Regions from separate parts of the Gadus morhua genome. Here region 1 is linked to region 2. A link is a contact called in public Hi-C data. All regions are on one chromosome and are shown on one strand. The core of a region is the stretch at or near the end of the contact, and the rest is flanking DNA. Distances in the headings are between cores, read along the strand shown.

Region 1 (3,895 bases), core at 988-3,487, 170 kb before region 2:
AACTTGATTGATCAATCCACCTTCTCAAGTCTTTTCTCTACGGTGACACTAATACAAAGTAGGTCCTCCACTTGCAGCAGTACCCGCACCGGCAACGGAAGCCTGCCATGGATACACAGCAGGGCCCTGCGAAAAGTACACAGACTCAAAGCCGTCATGAAGGTAAGTCCCTGTTGGTTGTCTGTATTTTCCAGCCATGCATCTCCTTCAAGCTCATTCATTATTTCATGATCAATCATACATTGAGATAGTAGCAGTAGCATTAGCTACACTAGAGGTAATTGTTCTGCTGGCCTCTGTCTGCCCTATGTCCCCAGCCACTATCATATTTGGGGATTTTAGCAGCTGTCCCCTCGCTGCTGATTCCCTATCACTGCTGGACTGACATCCAACAACATGTACAGGGCCCAACACATGCCAAAGGGCACACCTTGGACCTGGTGTGCTGCGCTGAAACAACCCCCTCCCATCTCCATTGCAGGGCCCTGTTGTTGGGCTGTTTCTGATCACCATTCCGTCCTGTTTTCTGTCCCTGTGCCCTCCCAAAGCAGCCCTCAAAGCAGTCCATCACATACAGGAACAGGAAACGTGTGTGTACATCCATGCTGGCCAACACTCTAGCGATCAACCTCACCATCCAGCCCCAAAACCACACAGTCGACGGCCTGGTGGAGCATTACAACATCGCTCTCGCCCTCAGCCTGGGCTCCATTGCCCCATTAATCACAAGATCTGTCTTTTTTGCCCGCCCCACTCCCTGGTTTACCCCAGAGCTTCCGAGGTTGAAGTCCATTGGGTGCCGGCTCGAGAGGCTATACAAAAGACCTGGCCTCACTGTCCTTCGCAAAGCCTACAGAGACCACGTCAAGGATTACAAAGAGGCTCTCTCCTTGACAAAAACACTCTATTACTCCAAACACTCTAACACTACTCAAAAACATCCCAAACAATATTTCTCTACCATCACCCTCCTTCTCAACCTTCCTGATGCCCCACAACCCTCTGATGCTGCTGACCTCTGCTCCAGGTTCCTGGATTTCTTCAATTTGCTGATGGATGGAAACCCTCCATCAGCAGCTCCGGATGACCCTGCCCGCCGGCTACATAAAATCTGCAGGATACAAACCACCCATATGCCTGCCCTCCACAGTGCTGCTTCTCTACCTTTTCCCTGCTGGAGTCTTTGACCTCATGACCAAAGCCAGGACTACATCCAGCAGTCTGGACCTACTGCCAACGACCCTATTGAAGGCCTGTCTCCCCACCCTCTGCCCTGGGGTGTTAACCATCATCAACTAAGCTCTGGCGTTTTACCCTCGAACTTCATTACGCGACGGCCAGTACCTCTAGCGTCTCTCGCGTGGAACTACAGTTTTCCTAAGTTGGATTACAACAAGCGCTCCCTCAATCGATGCGTTCTTGTCGTACTTAGGTCGGACTTGGTCAACGGGAATATTTTAGGCCAGTTGAATCCCAAATCACATGTGAAAAAAAGAGGCTCAACTTATGCTGATGTTGAAATTAACTGCCCCCAGTAATCTTTCTTAAATGTGAAGTCATCATTTTATTTTCTTACGGTGTATTTTGTGTGTTTAATAATCAGCAATTAATTTATTAATTTATATTCAAATAATATTTTTCTGGAATTCGTATCCATTATTATCTATTGTATTTTATTTTCTTCTGCTTTACCGCGTCTCTCATGCGTCTTCACGTAGAGTCGGTAAACTTCGTCGGAGAGCCCTTCCAACCAATCAGAGGTGGGAATCCAAAAAAATTAAAGCAGACCGCACCCTGATAGGTCGTTTCTGCAGGATGCTGCTACGGATCAATAGTAATCAAGTGATGCACATGTGTAATTGTTGTTACCAGAGTAGAAGCTGTTGCATGGATGAGTTATTCTTTAAAACCTCTGACATCAACCGGCTGGTCCCCAGGGATACATATGCCTATACAAAGTTATCTTTCAAATGGAAAAAGTATGAACACATCCAGAGTGTAGTAGGCTACATACTAAAATGTCGACACAAAAGCCTTGAAAATGCGCTTTGAATAAATTCATCTAAATGATATGGATAATAATTGTACCGGTTATCTGACCTTTAGTCTGTTAAATGCATGGACATATTATAGAATATAGGTTAGGTTAAATGGCGTAGGAAGTAGTACCGAAGTGAGGAACGTCACATCTATGCGTCACGTAAGCTGCCTTGCACAGAACCGGGCGGAAGTACCTGTACATGGAGGCTATTGGTCGGTCAGTCACCAACGTCTGACAGACAACATTCACGAACAAATCAAGGGGAGAATCTGTTATGCCGCCTATTTATTTTGCACCGCCCAGTTCTTTGGTACCGCCAACCCCTAGGTCCACACGTTACAGTGTCGCAAGGACTGGGCTCACTGCTGTGTCAACAAAAACAGTCACGTGAATGAGACAGCGGAAATCAATTGTGGTGAGACTTCGCTGAGCGTTGCATCTATAGAAAACGTTGTTTACCATACTATCAAGTCTATGGAAATATTGTTAGGGTTACGTTAGGTATCTGTTAGTTTGAAACGTGACACTGAAAGGTAAGTAACCTAAACAACACCACGATTTAGTATTACCTATCGAATTGATCGGATATCAATTCATAATAACTTTTAACGTCAAACTCTAATCTTTCATAAATACGTCTGATTTTAGACCAGCCTTTATCTACACCTCAAATTTGTATATAGATTTGCATCCGAGTCTAAAAAGTTGGCGAATAGCCTATCCTTGTGTCGTCTATAACGCATAACATTGTATTTTGTTTTTCACTGCTTGTAACACTACAACGCTTGATGCATACTTCAAACGTTTGCAATCAAAAATAACACTGCCTGCACATAATAAAGAGGACAACAGGCTGCACTTCTACAAGTAGAACATATCCAGGGGAGGGGACTATATATTTTACTTGAAAGGCCAACAGTACTCAATATTGTTAAACTATGGTAAATACATTTAATGAAAAGAATGGCTGACGAGTAGGCCTATGTATTGCACACGAAATTGTAAACGCACATATTTGAATAGCTAAAACCGTTGGCTAAACCATGGAGCAATACTTAAAAAATATTACCGATTGGCTTAAATTAGTATTAGCCGGAATGCTAAAACACCTGTCCTGATAGTTACAATCAGGAAGTTTCGGCTGCTTATTTCCTTAAAGGATACATTTTCGACGTAACCAAAGTATTCAAGCATCCACAGATTGACTAGTGTAAACATCTTTATTTAGTGCCTTGGTTCAGGATATCGGTTTTGCAATGCCACTTTGAACCACATTCGGCACCTGCAAGGTGTTAATTTCTGACCCTGTGGACAAATTTGCATTGTCGATTATTCGCTATACCACCAACCTTTATTCGACCTTCAGAAAGGGGAATTTTGCACATCCCTGGAACTAGAAAACCCTGAACTTCAGTTTTCGAAGGCAATCCTGGCCCAGCTAGACGCGCTGCAGGAAAAGCCACACAACTATAAATTGCGTTGGAAACCAGGGTCCAAGGTTTGGGAAGCTTGCCATCAAGCTGCATTATTCAAGTTGCTGTATAACCAGCAACAACACATCTCATAAAGAAGGAAATTTGCTCATGTATGTTCCTGTAGCGGCAGCTACTGCCTCTAAATAGGAACACAGCTATACACAGAGTGTGAACTTATAAAACACAATGACTCCGGTAGCATTATCATGAATTACACGCAACACAAATTATTCAAAAGATAAAGCTAACATGTTTCATGTGTGAACTGACCTTTTAAGCCTCCAAATATATTTTCTTTACTGTTTCATTTGCTTAGACCTATACGATCAAAGCCTCATTTGGGTAATGATTTCAAGACACTAACCAAGCATCATGGACG
Region 2 (3,588 bases), core at 759-3,258:
CCTTGGCTTTATTTAAACCATTAAACTTGTGTATGATTATGATTATTATGATTATTGTTATTCCTAGGCCTATTTATTTTTTGACACTTATGAAAACAACCCTGGGAGAAGTGATTACCAATGCGATACTGGTGTCTCTGATCATCTATCCACGACGAATTTGGGGTTACTCCAGGCCATGTGGGGCCTATGTATCCATGTTGTTGTTATTAAAAATTGGTTGCCACTGACTGTTTAGAGTCGACTGTCTTTTCTATTTTGTAGTAGAAGCCTGACACCTAGCGGTCTTTAGTAGAACACAGGTTACCCCTTATTAGATATGAAGAATGCCTTAACAGGATTCTATAAGACAACTGCATTAGTGCATGACAAGTCAAGTGGACTTATAATGTTTGACATTGAGTCAGGGCCCGACCTGACCTCATGGTGAAACCTAATTCATCTAAAGGGACGACTAATAGGTATTGATCACACGTTCGCTCTGATGGCTCCTTTTCCCCAGACACTTGTGAGACAGATATTCACATAATGACAGTGAAGTGATACATTCCCATTTATATTTCTCGCTGGAAATAAACCACCTTTTTGGCATTAGGATGGAGAATTTGTTTGACATTGGGTTCGTACGAAAATGTTTTTTTTATTTATTTTTTATTTTAACATCAGAGAAAAGGGAGCATTGGAACTTCTTTCCAAGGAATCAACCTTCTAATACTCAAGCTGCAATGGCGTGTATGTGCCTATGCTGTCCTCGCACGTTCTTTTAGGGAAATACTTTCAGGCCTTTCTAAAGGAGAATAAACGTGAGCTTAAACTTCCGTTTAATTGACATCGGCTACAAACACAATTTGCACAAGCCAAACGAATCAATGTCTGCTACCAAAAAGATGACCGATCTTTGTATTAACATGTTTGTGATGCATTATTTTTGCATGTTTTTAAAATGATACAGCGTTTTGCTTCCTATGCTTTGTTAACAGATAATAAACATACAGGCATGTTTTTGCTGTTGTTCTTCCGCTATGGTTTGTGTCTTGATTCTGCACTTGATCGTTACAGCTGCAGCTGACTTTTAATTCAACATTAAGGCACCTGTTGTAGTTCTCTCTGCTATAGACTCTGGATGTATGCGTTAAAATCGGGATTTAGATGAACGTGGTTATCTCGTGCAAAAAATAAATAAATAACATGCTGCATTGATAATCGATTTGTGAAAACACTCCAGATAATTGATAATTGTAACAAGCATTGGGATTTTTGCAATTTACTCAGCATACTGAGTGAGAAGTCAACAAGGATATTGATAGTTGGAAAGAATGGTTTAAATCAGTTCATATATCAAACGTCAAGCTGTTCTATCTTCATTGTAATTAAGAATTGCATGGAACATATTCCTAATTGTGAAAACAATCTGGATGACTTGATCATTAATCGTTGTTGGTAATTGATTGGTTTTTTTTTATCCATTCACTGTTCCTTTATTAATTTATTCATACATAAATTGCCATTTTCTTTATTTTGTAGCCTATTTAATTTCCCTCCCTCCCTGCGTTTCAGGCGCGCAAGGTGAGTTTGTTGTGATATGCTGCCATCTACTGGTTCTTGGCCTGAAATGCAATAACCTGAGCTCTGAGCCTCTAAAACAGTTTTTCTCAAGGTATTTGAACGAAAATATGTTAGGTAGTAAACTAATTTACCCTGATTAAATTCTTTATTATAATTTGAATTGTAAAATAGACAACTTATAGGCAAGAGTGACAATGAACAAGAGTGACAAGAGTGTCAACTGTTCAAAATAATGTAAGTAAAAAATGTATGACCTTGAACCACAAAAAAATATTTTAAAAAGGCTTTAGCCTCACAATACAATTCTTTAATAGGTCATGCACAATACAGATTGGCTGAAAAAACATTCCCTCTGTTGCCATTTGCGCGTCCGCGGCATGGCCACGGAGGGTTCTGCGCGTCCCAGTCATGTGACCAACTTCTATCACGCTTGCGCAAAGAAATACAAGATGGCGGAGAGTGCGGAACTGAAGGTAAGGCGCAGCTTGAAATCATTATAAATTTAATCGGTTGTCAGGCGTTTGCAGGCGAAGTCCTATTTGGACTCCACGACTAAAGCCTACGATAATTTGGATTTTGTTAAGTGTTTCATTTAAATTGTAAGAACATGGGAAACATTTTTGAATCTCCAGAAGCCAAAGCCCAGCCAGCATGTTTTTGTTGATATTGAGAGACAAGCTGGTTTGCCGTAACTGTGTTTACTGTCTGGACGCTACATGCTTTAAACGTTATAATGACTTCATCTTCTTCGTATGCGAAACAGACCTATTGCTTTCATTCATGGTTATGCCGGAAGCTTACTGTCCATTGAGTTATATTTAAGATTTCAGTCACAGAGATGAGATTTCGGTGAGCGCCGTCAGATGACAACTGGGTCGATGTCAGTTTTCATCTGATTACTGGCTGTTTTTGGCTTCAACAAAACCTCATATTCATTCATTAAGTGCCATACAATTGGAAGCTTCAGCAAAGTTTGTTGACAAAGTTTATTAACGGAGTAAATTATGATTCAAACTGTTAGCCGAATGGTGTAGGTTGGTATTTTAGGTATTTTATTTGCTATAAAATCAGACCTTTGTTTTTTTATCGTTGAGTATACATGCTTCATAAAAATAAACTTTGTTTAAACTGGGCATTGTTTTATCACTTTGCTTGACAAAATATAAACAACTAAGCAATGTTTGTAACGTTGTCACAATAGTGTTATTAGTTTAATATTGCAATCAAGAATTGTATGTGTTAAAGTGTTCAGATAAAGTCCTCTGCCAAGTGTTGTTAAAGTTTGTGCATTTAAATGAGTCAGGAGACAGGACAAGAGTCTCTTGGATGCATGTACATATATTACATAGTGCTACTTAACCCTAACCCTAACCCTAACCAGGAGATTCATCTATCCTACAGATTGGATTTGTTTCAGACAACACTATCATTAATCCATTACTTCCATTTTAGGCTACTTCATTTGACTAAATTTTAGCAAGGTTATTGCAGTAATTGAGCAGACATTTGTCTGCAAATACATTCCCAGTATTTATTGGGTCTATAGCAGAAACACGTTTCAAATGAATGAGGCGGAGTCGAGCTCAATGCATCTACTCTTTTTCTGAGCTATACCCTGATGTACATTTTTTGTTGCAGAAGGTTGTGTGCCCACCTTCTTGGTGTGTTGATCGTTCTTCTAGCCACCTGAAGAAAATGTCTCTTCTCATCTGGAGGTCAGAACCTCCTTATGCCTCATTCTATGCCAGAACAATTTAAGGGCAATAGCTTTACATCTGTTCTATGAACAAAGTAATCTTACAATTATTTAGATTTCTAGCTAGAGATGTCTACCAATATTTGTGAGACAACAATGACATACTCTCTCAAGGCAATGTCTTCCTAGTGCGGTAGGTGTTCAACAATCAGAAAGCAAACATGTCTTAAAGTGATTGTGCATGTGTATTCATAGTATTACTGCTGTATTGCCCCAACAAAGTGACCATGGTGGGTCCATCCCCGGGACTCAGAGTATGTCAGAAG

What was found. A called contact is a pair of places that touch in the nucleus more often than the background predicts.
Region 1: a Hi-C map of heart shows a contact between it and region 2, with 2.3 times the contacts expected there. The contact joins the promoter of slc38a9 here to the promoter of LOC115558760 in region 2. A contact is called at or near these places in 3 of 6 Hi-C or Micro-C datasets (blood, gill and heart).

Annotation. Positions count from the first base shown.
Region 1 is chr14:18,733,234-18,737,128 of gadMor3.0, reverse strand. slc38a9 (solute carrier family 38 member 9) reads left to right here and starts at 2,237. Exons shown (of 15, transcript XM_030376996.1): 1 at 2,237-2,456; 2 at 3,833-3,895. The coding sequence starts at 3,889.
Region 2 is chr14:18,560,797-18,564,384 of gadMor3.0, reverse strand. It overlaps LOC115558760 (E3 SUMO-protein ligase PIAS1), which reads left to right and starts at 2,008. Exons shown (of 13, transcript XM_030377184.1): 1 at 2,008-2,039. The coding sequence starts at 2,016. It overlaps LOC115558180 (SKI family transcriptional corepressor 1 homolog-B), which reads left to right. Exons shown (of 6, transcript XM_030376061.1): 6 at 1-42.